Linked DNA regions of Anas platyrhynchos: region 1 is linked to region 2. A link is a contact called in public Hi-C data. All regions are on one chromosome and are shown on one strand. Each heading gives the region's core, a stretch centred on a gene start, on an enhancer-like site or on the middle of the called end of the contact. The rest is flanking DNA. Distances are from core to core; before and after follow the strand shown.

The links. Hi-C and Micro-C count contacts between places; a contact is called where the count stands out from the background.
Region 1: a Hi-C map of subcutaneous adipose tissue shows a contact between it and region 2, with 2.7 times the contacts expected there. The contact joins the promoter of SUMO1 here to the promoter of WDR12 in region 2. A contact is called at or near these places in 2 of 8 Hi-C or Micro-C datasets (skeletal muscle and subcutaneous adipose tissue).

Annotation. Positions count from the first base shown.
Region 1 is chr7:28,051,862-28,059,119 of IASCAAS_PekinDuck_T2T, reverse strand. SUMO1 (small ubiquitin like modifier 1) reads right to left here and starts at 5,634. Exons shown (of 5, transcript XM_027461471.3): 1 at 5,478-5,634; 2 at 971-1,045. The coding sequence starts at 5,489. NOP58 (NOP58 ribonucleoprotein) reads left to right here and starts at 5,663. Exons shown (of 15, transcript XM_072041113.1): 1 at 5,663-5,824. The coding sequence starts at 5,810. LOC140002955 (a long non-coding RNA gene) reads left to right here. Exons shown (of 5, transcript XR_011810719.1): 5 at 4,952-5,086.
Region 2 is chr7:27,831,531-27,838,613 of IASCAAS_PekinDuck_T2T, reverse strand. It overlaps WDR12 (WD repeat domain 12), which reads right to left and starts at 2,878. Exons shown (of 13, transcript XM_027461068.3): 1 at 2,711-2,878; 2 at 2,532-2,626; 3 at 2,150-2,244; 4 at 1,418-1,524; 5 at 428-543. The coding sequence starts at 2,751. It overlaps CARF (calcium responsive transcription factor), which reads left to right. Exons shown (of 16, transcript XM_027461059.3): 2 at 748-828; 3 at 6,898-7,019. The coding sequence starts at 804.

The DNA.
Region 1 (7,258 bases), core at 4,385-6,884, 220 kb before region 2:
TGGCTAAGTCATCCTAGAGGTTCATATTATGCACTGAATTAATTACTTTCACAGGAAGTTCTATTTTAAAACAGGTGGCATAACATAACCTTCAGCTCACTACAGACATCTTTGGATTTAAAAGTACTAAATACCATACTTGTTTCAGTCTGTGCTCCCATCTTTAACCAGCTGATACTCATAGAAAATCCAAACCTACATGTGCAAGGGAATTCTGCTTTAAGATTCCAAAAGACAAGTTAAAACTTGCATTTCAAATATATGTGAAACCTTGATCAATTACAGCAATTATCCAGAAGTTAGGATACAGGCTGACTTGGCAACATAACACTAACCTAAAACAAAAACTTATGTTTCATTATTCCTTAGTCCTTTCTACCAGCTATAAAGTATGAATAACTACGTCTGTCAAAATGGCCACAGATAAAACAGATGACGAAAGGCTTTGCACAAAAATCTCGTGGGTCACATTTAGCTTTTGAACGTGTTCTTGTCATTGCTGATTAAACCAGCAAGTAGTTAGTTTATGTTAGCCCTACTCTATGTCATCTGTCTCCAGTCAACAGCCTAGCAACCACACCAGTATTCTAACAAACAAAACTGAGTCGAATCAAATGATTTAGGGGTTCTTTGCAGAGAAGGAATTGTGTTCAAGAAGTATCTGGACATCTACTCAAACAACTTAAATTCAGACTTGTGATTCACCACTTATTACCCACAAGCCTACCAACAGAATCTTCTTTCTACTCCTATCTAGGAGAGTTGACCTCATAGTTAGGGTACATGAACTCCAAAGACCTGAAACTAAGAGTATGCTAACACACATTGCCAGCAACTGGTAAATAGCTTTTTTTGGAGGTTGGAGGGGAAGATCAGCATTGGAGAACTGAAAGTATTAACTTCCATCTGTTCATTTCTATAACTCAGAAATTCACAGCATCTACCAAATGTCAGTTATGTAAACACTCACCTGCCCAATGACTTTGAGTTTAATGTATTCCCCCTCTTTCTTATCTCCTAAGTCCTCAGCTGAAGGCTTTGCTTCCTGAAAACAAAACATTTCAAAAATCTGTAATCAAAATCCAACACTTATTTTCATTGGACAATATGATGGCTGCTGTATTAAATTCAAATTATTCAAGGTACTTCCTGTGTGTGTGAAAATAGTAACATACAATTATCATAGGCTGTCTGCACGCAAGAAGTTAAAATGGAAGAAACACAAAGAACATGAGAAGGATCATTTGAAAAGATAACATGCAGAAATTGGAAATATGTTTTTATACTAACTCCTAATCAAACAGCCAGAAAAAAATAGCAAACGCACCAAGAGACTCAGACACTTGACAAAAATGGACAGCACGAGTAAACAGAAAACACTTATGACACCGTATCAGCGTGAAGAGTGAACCGTGAAACATTTTTCCATCTAATCGCATCAACAGCAGTTACTGCTTTCAAAAGGATGGTGAGCTGCCTTTTCTCCTGTGACAACAAAACATCAATTAACGGCATCCTTCTGGCATGTTTGTTACGAGATTAATTCTTAAATGTTAAAGTTGTACTTCTAAGAACTACAATGTTTTGATATCTTTCCAGGATAAGAATTAATTGTACAGGCAAGTTTGATTCAACAATTCAAGCACTAACGTTCTTCAACTTGGTTTAAGTGTTACACTCTTTAAGGCACAAATCAAGGACATCAAAGTTTTCATGTTCACTGTTGACAGATCAGACAAGCCAAAAATCAGGCACTATTAACTGTATTCCTTGCCTGTCACTGCATATTTTGGATGAGGCCTTTGGTTACATTCCGTTACAACACAAAGAGATCTTACGCAGACACTGCCACAGATCCAGATGGTGCTTGATGAAAAACCTCCCAAGAAACAATGATATCCTGCTGATCATATTTCAGATCTACCTTTTACATTCTATTGATCATCACAGTAGACAAAATAAACAGAGTATGTACAGGTACCTAAAGCTTCTGTTTTCCTAAACTGTGGCTTTTTTGCTGAGTATGTAGAAATACCATTAACTCCACCTGGCCTGATTTTTTTTTTTTTTAAATATCCACCTGGCACAACCTGGACTGCTGGGACTGATGTATTACTTTTCCAGCTCAAACCAAGAATTGACCTCAAGCCTTCAAGAAACTAAACACTCACTTCTCAGGTCTCCAAGCAAGTAATTTTTGAAGCATGGAAGGAGTCTTCAGGAGTAAACAGCAACCAGGCTCCCCAAAGTTTTCCCTTTCTATCATATCTGAACTCTAATCTCATGGGACTATTTTAAGGAATAAAGATATGCTGGCTTCCAGTCCTGACTCAGAGGAAAAAAAAAAAACAAGAACCTGAGACCTGTTTTGATAACTTGCACAGACAGCATTTTTACGTGCACAATTACCAACCTCAAGGAATCAGAAAGATTCAGATCTCTACTGATGCAAAGTATGTAACAAATTGTCTCCTGTTTTTTGCTATCACTTGAAGAATTTATAAGAACATCTTGTCTTTTTATATGATATTTCCTATCAGTCACTTAGTTTACCTTTGCATAAGAACTGAATTGCACAGCAGCACATTATCCTAACAGTAGAGGTATTTGTAATAGTTTATGCACTTCTACGCATTGTAACAGATTCACCCATTTAGCCCTCCCAAACACATCATCTTGTAGAAGGTATGACAAAGTATCATTACTACTATAACAGCACGTCTGGCCAATACAACTGGAAAGGAGGGATTTGTAAGATATTCGATCCCCACTCTCAGGGAAAGAAAATGTAAGTACTAAGAATTAATACGGAAAGCTGCAAACAGTAGAAAAAGTAGAGGGAATCAGAGTTCTGAAACACCACACTATAAAGGTGCTTGTTTAAAGCCCCAGAAACCTCTCACCCACAAAAAACAGGGCAGAGACAGAATTCCAGGAAAAGAGAAATTGGATAAAACCAATATTGACAAAAAAGTCTTTTTTTTAAAAAAAACAAAAGGTTTGAAACCAGAGCACAACACCCATCAAGACTGAAACAGCTCCCTGCATTTTGTCAGTGCTAGCTCTACTGCCATTCAATGCCAAATGGTAAAGCCAGTAACAACAGCAACAAAAAAAACAACCAAACAAACAAACACACTTAAGAACAAAGAAAGCAAGGAGATAGCAAGTTACTAAACTACTACCATTGGCTAAAAAAATCCTGGATAAACAATCCACAAGCCAACCTCCAGACTTTTACTCACACTGTGAAAAAAACTAGTGTTTATTGGGGCATCATGAAATGTACATTAAATGAAAAATGGAGAAAAGCACCACACAAACAGCACAGGAATACCACAATGCTAAGTTCTAACTTCACATTAGATCCCTAAAGTTTTAAAGGCTTTGTGCCACAGCTTAACCTAAAGAGCACAACATGAAGTACTATCTCACATTGCTATCAACACCAATCTAACGACCTTAAAACATCTGATGAAATTGGATGAAATGCACTGAGCGTGCCAGGTATTTGCTGTTGCAGCTATCAAAACCACAAAACAAGCATTGTAAAGTTGTAGGTTGCAGATTTCCTCCTCCAGTTTTCTGGAGTACTTAAACTTCAATGTTTAAGACTTACAAAGAACATACTCAGTATACTTTAGAACTTTTAAACTCGAAATTATAAAAGGAATAAGATTACAACACACTTCCTAACCTAGCAAATAAACTCTTGCATTTGTTACAGGAATGAGAAATTACATAGTGCTGTATTTGCTGTACATGAAAAGAAAAAATGCCTGCATCTAGATTCAATTAGAGCAAGAACAGCCCAAGATTCTTCATAGCAGGGATTTTTTTTTTCTCCTCTGCCGAGATCCCACCAAGCAGCTATGAGTTCTTTGAAGTTTGTCCTTCTTAGAAGTACTTTTATCAAAAAAAAAAGTTAATTTCCTATTGGAATCAAAGTAACTAAATCAAGTGCACTTCTTGATTTATACCTAAAAGGACAAGCCAAAATTACAACTAGGGACAAATGGTGTCATCTTAAGAACTGTCTTCCTTGGGGACGTGGAATTAACTGTAAGCAATGAACAATTGTAGGCAGTTTGATTATTCCAGTGGTCTTGATAAACAAAGGAATAAGACCAACAGTTCTGCATTACTGTACATTTCATGGGTGCTTCAGAAGCTGTTTAGCTGTTGTTGCACAGTCCCCCCAACAGTGTGATACAATATATGATAAGGTTTATCTTATCTCCAATAAATACATAAATTAGGGTCATTAACCAAAGCCATTTAAGATAAGCACTCAAAAAGGACAACAAATACAGTGAGTTTTGTACACTTCAAGCAGCTCCAGAGAGCAAGCATGTATGTGTTATGTATGTGTTTTACCGGGACTGGGCTGGAGAAGGCATTACCTAATGGAAGCTATGTGTTAAAACATGCCTTAGCTCACAAACGCAGAGCGCTACAGAACGGGTCATGTGAAGACCAGCCTTCAAAATCTAGTTCAGAATTTACTATTTCTTCACATGCAGCCACTTTTGTGCATTTCACTACACAGGAAGAGCACCCTAATCAGTTTCAGCAACAAGCTGTGCTCATAGCTGCACACTCAGGGGGCAGAGACAGACAATAGCATCCTCACCCACAGAGCTGCACCAGGGGAAGAAAACCACTAGTAGGTAAAGGCAGTGGTTTTTATTCACGGGTCACAATGTATCAAGGCTATTCTGCTAGGGAGACACAGTATATACTGTTTTGGATACTTTTCATTTCCTGCCAGGCACTAGAACTATTCCGGACTTCACAACATTGCAGGAGACATTTGTAGACACTGACATTGATTTTTCCAAATCCAAACTGTCACAGAGATTAAAAAACCACTGCCATCTGAAAGCAATAGAAGAGATCAAGTGAAACAGAACACAAATTAAAACTCAATGCTGTTTTAACTTTTCACCAGCAGGTCACATAGCCTAAAGCCACAGATACAGCAAAGGGCTGTGCGTGCACCGTGCCGAGCGAGGCGGGAGCTCGCTGTACGAGCAACTCTTCGCGCCCCTGCCTGGGAAGCAACACTGCGAGGTACGAGAAGAGAGGGCAGGGTCTCGGTGGGGTTTGATGTGGGCAATGCCGAGCGGGGAAGGTTTGGGTTCTTCCCCTTCCTTTTCCGCTCCCCAGGCAAACGGAGCAGCTGGCAGGCCGGGCCAGCTCCAGGGAGCAGCGCCCTGCCGCACGGCCGGGAAGCGGAAAGCGAAAGGAAGCGGCTGCTCCGCATCGCGGCCCCGCTGCCGGGGCTGCCCCGGCCCCATCCGAGGAGCAGACCGAGGGCGGAGCGCGGGGCGCCCCCCCTGGAGCCCCCCCGGCCCCGCGGCTCGCAAGGGGCGGCCGGGCAGCTCCTCCGCCGCCCCCCGGGGCCGTGCAGCCCCCCGCCGCCGCTCCTTCCCCTCCGCCCGGGGCTCCCCGGGCCGGGCCGGGGGCGGCCGTACCTGGTCAGACATGGCTCGGCCCCGGGGCGTGCGGCAGGCTCGGCTGGGCCGCTGCAGGCGCTCGGCTCCTTTCTCTGCCCGCAGCGCAAACACAGGCCGCGGCGCGGGCGGGATTTCCTGTGCGCCTGAGCTCACTTCCCGCACGGCCGCCCCACGGCTCCTCCCCGCCCGCCGCCCACGAAAGCCCCCCCGAGCCCCACCGGCCTCCCCCGGGCTGCTCACGGCCCTCCGGGGCTGGTGGCGGGGAGGGGAGGGCTTCGCTCCACCGGCCGGCCCGAAAAAAGGCAGGAAAAGGGTAATGGAACTGTAAAATAGCTCCGCAGGAAGAGGAGATGCGTGATCGCCAGGTAGGTTAGCTTTACCAGCTGCTTTGGGGGAAGGGTAGGAGGCATCGCTGGGCAGAACACATCGAGCCACATGGCCTTCAACCTCCATTTACTGGGTTCTTCTGTAACACCAGCCACTGGAGCAGCTGCACTTTGTATCAGCGCTGTTGTGCCTCCCTGACTGAAAGACATGCTGCAAGTGTGACAACGTCAGGAGATGCACCTTTGTTAGCCAGTGAAGCAGTATGCCATGTTTAAACTCTTATGAATTAGTTTTAAACAAAACTACTAAACCCAATCAGAACTAAGAAAAAAAAAGTCAGAAAACACACACTATACAAAGTTACACAATTAAGATGACTTGTTTCATACAAAGCCTAGCAGGGAGGAAAGTCAATTTTATTGATGCTACACCAAGCTGAGAGTAAAAGCAAATTATGAGTTCAAAAACACTATGGAAACCAACAAAGTAAACCATTTAAGACCTTTAAAACAACATACAGCAGTAAGAGAATTAAAAAGGACATACTTAATATTACTATAAACATCGTTTCTACTCACAAATAAAGCCAAGTTTAAAAGCAGAAGAGTGGCCTTACAGTGACATCACTACAGCCTCAGACACTATCAATAAACTTAAGCATAATTCTTAGATTTACTTGTTGTTCCGTACAGTACAGTCAGTAATAACAACTAAAGCTCCCACGACCTGGGGTTCAGTTACCTATCCCTATACATAACGTAAAAGCATAACAATGAAATCTGCATACATGCTAAGTACCCGCAGTGCTGACTCTCTGCCCCTTCTTACTCACTGTGGTTACAGATATGTTACGTCCCCAGGGTACAAACCGTATTGGTGCAGTACCTGCAAAACTGGTCTCTGTTCAGCCCATAAGACACAGGCATGTCAACAGAATTCATAGTTTCATTTTTTAGCAGCCTAAACACAACAGAGAACACATTTAAAAATAAAAATAACACTTTAAAAAAAAAAAAAAAACAAAAAAAAAACAACAAAACACTACCTAAGTCCCTTCCCAAAAAGCCCAAAGCCCTTCTTGCTTCTGCAGCCACCACCGAGCCTGCATTACTTCCTTTAATAACCTCGCTTAATTCTCAGGTGCAGTATCACTTCTCTAATTTCTCTCATTTGTAACTAATGTCAAACAGCTGAAATCAATTATCATTCACCTCCAGTAATTCAGATGGGAGTTTAACTTCCTTCTCCACAGCTGTGCATGCAGTTCAAGAGGCAAGTAGTGTAGTATTTTTAAACCTATTGGCCTACCTATGCTGCACAAAGGCTCTCTGGTCTGTCGAAAACAGCTTTCCTAAAGCTGACCTTCAACCTACAACTAATCTGTAATCTCGTAATAGCAGTGCAGGTGTTTGGGAGGGGTTAGTGTTGGTAAAAATGATGGATACCGTGTTCTAAGGGACTCCCTGAGCCAG
Region 2 (7,083 bases), core at 1,629-4,128:
CCAGACCATATTATCAGTTTACGCTGTTATTCTGCAAGTACAATTAATGTAAATGTTTACATACAAAATACTGCATACAAATATTTACAGATAAAGACTGAAAGGATGATAGACAATATGAATGCTAAAGTATGACATTCATTACTGTAATGGTGCCAGTAAAACAATCCGTTAACTTCATCATCAAGACTTCTGACAAGAGGCTGAAGTAATTTTTAACATCTAGATTTCTAGACATCGTCCTGGGCAATGCGTTGGTGTCCTATTTGAGCAGGGGGCTTGGACCAGATAATTTCCAGAGGTCCCTTCCAACTGTAACCATTCTATGATTATTAAATAGTCATTCACTGTCATTTCAACATATTCAACACTGAATTTATCCCACAATAAATCAAGCTATTACTGCTCCCATAATATATATGCTGACCTTGCTTCACCCATGCCACATCCTTCACTACTTCTGTATGACCAGCTATTGTCATGATAGATTTTCCTTCCAAAGACCAGATTCGAGCAGTCTGATCATAGCAGCCAGTTAATATCCTGCAAAATACAGAATTTGAAGCATTCTTGTCTTTAAAAGCAAACATGTTTTTATGAAAGAACACAACAACCAGAAAATGAAAAAAAAAATAAATAGTAACATAGCAACTGGTTAGCTGAAATGAATTAAAAATGTAACTACTTTGTATTAAAAACAAACAAACTTGGAAAAGTTAAAAAAATATATATTTTTTTTTGTTACAGTGCAAGGCTTTGTTAAAACCTACAAGTGCAAGGCTTAAGAGTAAAGGAGAAGAGCAATGAGAGGGAGTACTGCGTATTCTGGTAGGTGAAACTTAACATCTCATACGTTATTTAAAATAAAAGATAATAACATGCTGTTATTGTAGTATGTAACATGAGGATCTCAAAGCACTTTCAAACCATTATTTCATAGAGAAGCATGGCCTAGCTGTTTGGAAATAAATTTAAAAATATTGTACAAAAGGACAATTATAAGTGCATTTTAAAGAAAAGCTCTGCACAAAGCTACATAATTGTATTTGTTACTACATGAATGTCACATTTGAAGTCTAAATGATTTAAGCTTTAAAATAGAAATCTTGGTGTCCTTTAAGAAATAGTGAGCAGTATTTGTGTTATCCATTTCTACTAGCAGCATCTCAAGCAGTTGTTTTCTGCTGTGTTAAAGTTGCTGTCAGCAGAGAACAGAGATGTTAAATCCGAACTCCTTACAAAAGCAAGTAGTATCTGACTGACTTGCTAGGTTAAAAAAAAAATCATAACAAATCAAGAAAAAAATAGACTTAATAGACTTTTAAAGATACAGAATAGGACTTCATTTGACACCATGGAGTCCTCTGCATACAACAGGAATAAGTAATATAAACTTAGAACTGGTTTACTGTGGTACCATTCTTCAGTGGCTTGAACAGAACTGATCCAGTCATCATGGAAGATACACTCCTCTGGTTGAGGGGCCATGTATTTCTCCACATACTCTATTTCCACCACTTCTTCCTGAGTTCACAGACAGAAGAGTTATTTAGTGCAGTTTAATTTTTCTTAATAGCAATTATACTTAGTTTTAGTGTGGTACAGATATAAAAGTTTATTGAACCAAATGTCTCAGTATCCAAGTATTATCGCTTTCCATAGTTTTAGCAAGTTACAATTAATGGCAAGCTGAAAGCAAAATGAAATAGTTCTAGTTTTCAGGTTCCTCTTTACTGTATCTACCTATGTAAAAGCCGTGTCTAAAGTAATTCATGAATTTGACTTTTCTAGAGGTGATGCTAACCTCTCCTTTCATCTCTCAATGTAACTAAGCACGGGAAGCTAAAACATGTTAGTGATAAACTACATGCAACAATAATTTACCCTCTAAATTGTATAAAGACAACAGCTTGGATTAAGGGTGTTTCTTGCACTGCTCTGTCCTCTACTGTCTAATCATTCTGCAATTGAGAATGACTTTAAACATACAGGACTTCTGTGGAAGTCGGGAAAGGAGAAAAACTGAGCAGGGCAACGTTTCACCAGTTTAGAGATTTACCTAGTTAGGGTGACAGGGTGATACTTTGATACCTTGAACTGAGAGATGATGGCTAAATCTGTTTTGCGAAAGAAAGTGAGCATGACTTACCGTGGAGATATTTTCCATCTCCATGTGTGTGACCAGCGGCATACGCAAGAACTGGCCATTGATAAGGAAGTCAAATTCCACATACTTGTGGTCAGCTGAAACAAAGCAGAATTCACTCTCAGGTAGTGCTGTTTAACTGATGCTATCAAGAACAACCTCGCTCTGGGGCTGGCCAGCAGGAGCATTAAAAGCCCAGCGTGGGCAGCCCACGGCGTTACGCGAGGGGAAGGAAGGGAGGCTCGCTGCGAGCCACGGGGGCTCTGCCGGCTGCCTGCGCCCGCCCGCTGCTCCCCGGGCCCCTCCGTGCGGCCCCGGTCCGGCCCCGAAGCGCAGGGCCGAGGCGGGGCCTGCGGCGGAGCCCCCGGCCCGGCCCGGCCCCTACCGTCGGCGGCCACCAGCAGCTTGTTGATGAGGTGGCTGAGGTCGGTGATCTCGGAGGCCGCGGGCACGGAGAAGGGCACATCCTCCACGGCGTACCTGCGGGCACACGGCGCCGTTAGCCGGCCCTGCGCGGGGGCCTCCACGTACCCCCCCACCCATCCCAACCCGGCGCGGCCTCACCTGGGGTTCTCGGTGCGGAACCGCGCCGTGAGCTGCGCCATGCTGCTGGTGGCGGTGCTGCTGCTGCTGGTGGCGGTGCTGCAGCGCCCGGCCTGCCCCTGCCCCACGCGGCCGCAGCCCCCGCCAGGCCGCGCGCCGCCTCCCTGCTGCCGGCGCGCCCCCTGCCGGCCTCTGGGCGCCGCGCGTGCGCCGAGGGGCGGCCTCCATGGCGGCGCCGGCGGGAGCTGAGGCGAGGTGGGGCGGGCTCGCTCCGGGGGTCGGGGCCGGGCTCCCCTCGCCCCCGGGCTGGGGGAGAGAGAGCGGCGGGGCGGGGGCGCGGCGCCCCGCGGCGAGGGGTGGCAGGGGGTCGGCGGAGGCAGCCTGGCGGCGGCCGGGCTAACGGGGCGCCGCCCCCTCGCCGAGAGGCAGCGGCCGGCCCTGCCCCGCGGCGGTGGGGAAGGTCCTGCCCCGAGCGGAGGGGAGCCGAGCACCCCGGGGTGGGGGGCGCCGGCACCTGCGGCTCGCCTCTGCCCTGAGTTCTCCCGTCCCTCCGCGGCGTCCCCGGCAGCGGGCGGGGCCCAGCCCCAGTGCCCCGCGCCCCCCGGAGCTGCCCCGCGGTTCCCTGAGGGGTCCCCCTGAGCCCTGCCGAGCACCCGGGCGCTTCCCAAACCTTCCGTGTGCCCCGTGCAGTACCCGCCTGCTGCTGTACCGCGGACGCGAGCTGAGTCTCGAGCCCGGCAAGAGCTAATGTTAAGCTAGTTCATCTGCCTGCTTGAGGACAGTGCTCTGCTCCAGTTTCGTCCCCGTTACGTTTCACTGTAATTCATGCCCTTTATAATGGTTTGCTTGTTAGAGCGGTCTCACCAGAGGCAGCTTTTTCAGAGGGAGTGTTGTGTTAAGCTTTGCAATTATTTTAAATCTTTTTATTAAACCTCTTAATTATTATAGGGAAAACTGAGAAAGAATTGTTAGCAAGGCTTCCAAGTGTGTTTACCGTCATGAAGTGTAAACTGAGGCCGAGATGAGGCACGTTGCTATCAGCAGTGCTGAAAACATGAACTTAGTCGAGCTTTGGTTTATATTTTTTCTTCTTTTAACATGGGTGAGCACTGAAGACTCCTGTCTGTAAATGTAAGGGAATGGGCCTATAATCAAAATGGGCTCACATGTTTTCTTCAAGTTCAGTTTTCTTCTAAGAGAAGAGAGACTAAAATCTTGTAGAATTCCCTCAGCGTTAAAATAACTTGATCTGGGATTTTGGAAGACAGTACTTCTCTTTGGGTCTGCCTGCACATAGCCCTCAGAAAGAGCCCTCATAACTGAGGGAAGGCAGAAGCACACAGTCATGTGAGACCTGAGAGTTACATTAGTCTAGAACTGGTGTAGTTGTAGTTGGTTTGTAGGTGTTGCCTCAGCATGAGGTCTGCCTGCCTGCCTTTTGCTGAGTGATCTTGTTTGTCTTTGGAACTGAACTGCTGATGGTAGTATAGTAAGCTATGTTGCAGTGCCTGATGATTGCTCTCTTGAAGATCCCGTCACTAAGACTTCTTAAAATACTAGTGATGGTTGCAGTACTTACCTGTGCTAGCAGTTTCTGTGGCTGCCAGCTCTCTGTGGAGTCAAACTGAGGGCAGCAGCAGTTGCAGATACTGCTTTATTTTGAGCAGGGTGCTTCTCAATGGGGAGGCAGGGTGACAGAAGCGGTGCTGCAGTGTTAGGGTGCTGACCCTTGAGTGGGAAGCAGCCATGGAGCAGCGGGCTTGGCAGAGAGCAGCACGTAGGTGGCTCTCCTGGTGCTGTGCTGAGGCTGAAGCTGAGGCAAAGAGCTGCCAGCGCTCGAGCTGTGCGTGGGGGATACAGCTGTTGATTCAGTTTTTACACTAAGTTAAACTCCCACCTTTCTCCCTCAACTTCTTGCTAAATGTAGCAAGCCATGGTGTTACATATGCACCACAAAAATTTCAAATGTAAAACATTTATGAAAAGGAGGGATACTTGCGTATTATTCACTTTTTCATGACGAATATCCATGCATATATCTATGAACAGGATTTAGTTGTCTTATTTGGAGAATTTGTTGGCAATATTTAACTATGCCATTTATTAGTTATGTACATGCTTCTAAGCATCTATGTAACAGTATATTTCTTTAGGACAAAAAAAACTTTTTTTTTTTTTTTTTTTTTTTTTTTTTTAGGGTTGAATAGAATTTAGGCTGATGCAATCTGGATGGTTAAACCATGAAGTTCCTGGGGTGATGCATGTGCCAGTGGCTTGCCTAGGTTAAAAGAGTGATTATACAAGGTCACTGAACAGAAATATACTGCGGGTGTGTTTTAAACACCAAGATAGAACTTTAGGCTCAAGCTATTTCTGTTCTACTTATAACAGGAAGCTGGAAAAATATCATTTTATGTTTGCCCTGCTGCTATCATTTTTCCCTGGGCTGTTATTAACTAGCATGTTAGATACAGAGCATTGGGCTGCTCTGGCCACAGGTCAATGCTGAGACAGCCATTCCTGCACTCTGTGGCAGGGTTGTGGCATGCTCAGAGCACACACCATTGCTGTCTGTCGAACGATTATCTTCAGGTGATTTCTAACAGCTGAAAGTGCTGCCCTGGAAAAAACAACATATATTTCATATATTTATGTCTTTTAATAGGGGGACACTGGATGAGTGATGATGAAATCTAGTTCTGTCTGGCGTGGATTTTTTTTTTTTCTATTGTCTGCTTCAGATATTTAAACTGAAACATCCCATAATTGTTCTCAGATCCAAAGCTACAAAATACTTGGTAAACATGATTAACTTAATTTAGAGCTTGGAGTGTCTTCACTTGAAAATTGAAAGGAAAAATAAATCTGCTTTAGAGTATTTGTTATAATGAGCATATGAGCAGCTTAACTTCATAATGTTGTTCATATCAGTAGAATGCTTTATTCATCTCCAGAAGCTAAGGAGATGTTCTGCTTTGCCCATGGTCCTTTATATCTTTTCAAAGAAAAATAAATATATGCTTTCAGTTGTACAGTTCTTTCTGAAAGGCTTTATAGTCTTTTACATTCTCCTTACCAAAGCTGTAAATGGTTTAGATGCCACAGCTGAGATGGTCCATCTGAAGGAATTTGCTGTGTGATGAAGAACATAAAGCTGGTAGGAGTCATGTTCTAACATAATGCTGCCTGTCTCTAAAATAAATACGGAAGAGTATTTATTTCCAAAGGACCTTACTCCCTCCTCCAATACAAATTGCAGGAATTAAGTTTTGTTCTATTCACTTTGGCGTATTTTGTGCATATTGGAATATATATTAAAAAAAATAATAATAAAATAATAAATAAATATATATATATACACACACACATGTATATAGCTTAGTAATGTAGAGGCCAGGTTAATTTGTCTTTTTGTTTAGTTCCTTATAAATATTTGGGTTTGGTCACTGCTTTAAAGGCTGTGTTGGCTAGGTGAAAGCCTTATCCTGTGGCTGTGGCAATTCACTGTCTCATATTCTCTGTTTGCTTGAAGGTTTGTAATGGGCAGCTGAGCTCCTTGAAGGACTTTTCTTTGGGATGGGAGGTAAATCTCCAAAGTGCTGAGAACTCTGTTTTTTGTGTTTCATCCTATGATTCATGCCAAGCTTTGTTTTGAATATCTGGCACTTTTTGTGCCCAAAGCTTCTCGCTGTGGTCTAACTATAGTAATTTTCTGTAATTTAAATGTTATTTTATACCCCTTTAAAACAAATCCAATTTACTTCAAGATGGCTCTGTGACCGAGTTGGGTAATGCGAGTCCTGAGTGTTTACTGTGGTAATAGATGAATAATATTTTCATAAAGTAGTGCTGGCATATCTGTAAGTACTAAGAATCTCTGGATGTGTATAGATAAGTGCTTGTGGATGTATCTAAATGAAAAGCATAAGAACGTGTATTGTCTGTTTTGTATCTGTGTGCACAATGACAAGTCAAGCAAATTTTCTTGTACAAGGTGCTAAACTATACTCTTGGAGGAACACACTGCAATGTATCTGCAGTGTGTAATAAAGTGGTAAAGAAGCAAGGGCTTTTTATCTTGAGGGCTTTGTTTTTAGCTTGCAGTGGGGTTAGAACCTGTAAAACTTAGATCTTTAACACCAGAAAAAATCCTGTAGCAACCTCTTGATTGAGGCTAGTACTGAAGTAAACTTTTGTAACTTTTCCAGGTCATCTGGTAATGGAAGAAAATGGAGTTGACCACAATGTTGCTATGGAAAGATCTAATGTTTTGTTTGTAGGCAACTGCAATGGTGCAGGACAGTTGGAAACAAACGATCAGGTTTTTCAGGTGAGATATGAACATTCTGTCTTTTTAGATGCTTTCTTTACGTTCTCTCCAATTATTTTACAGT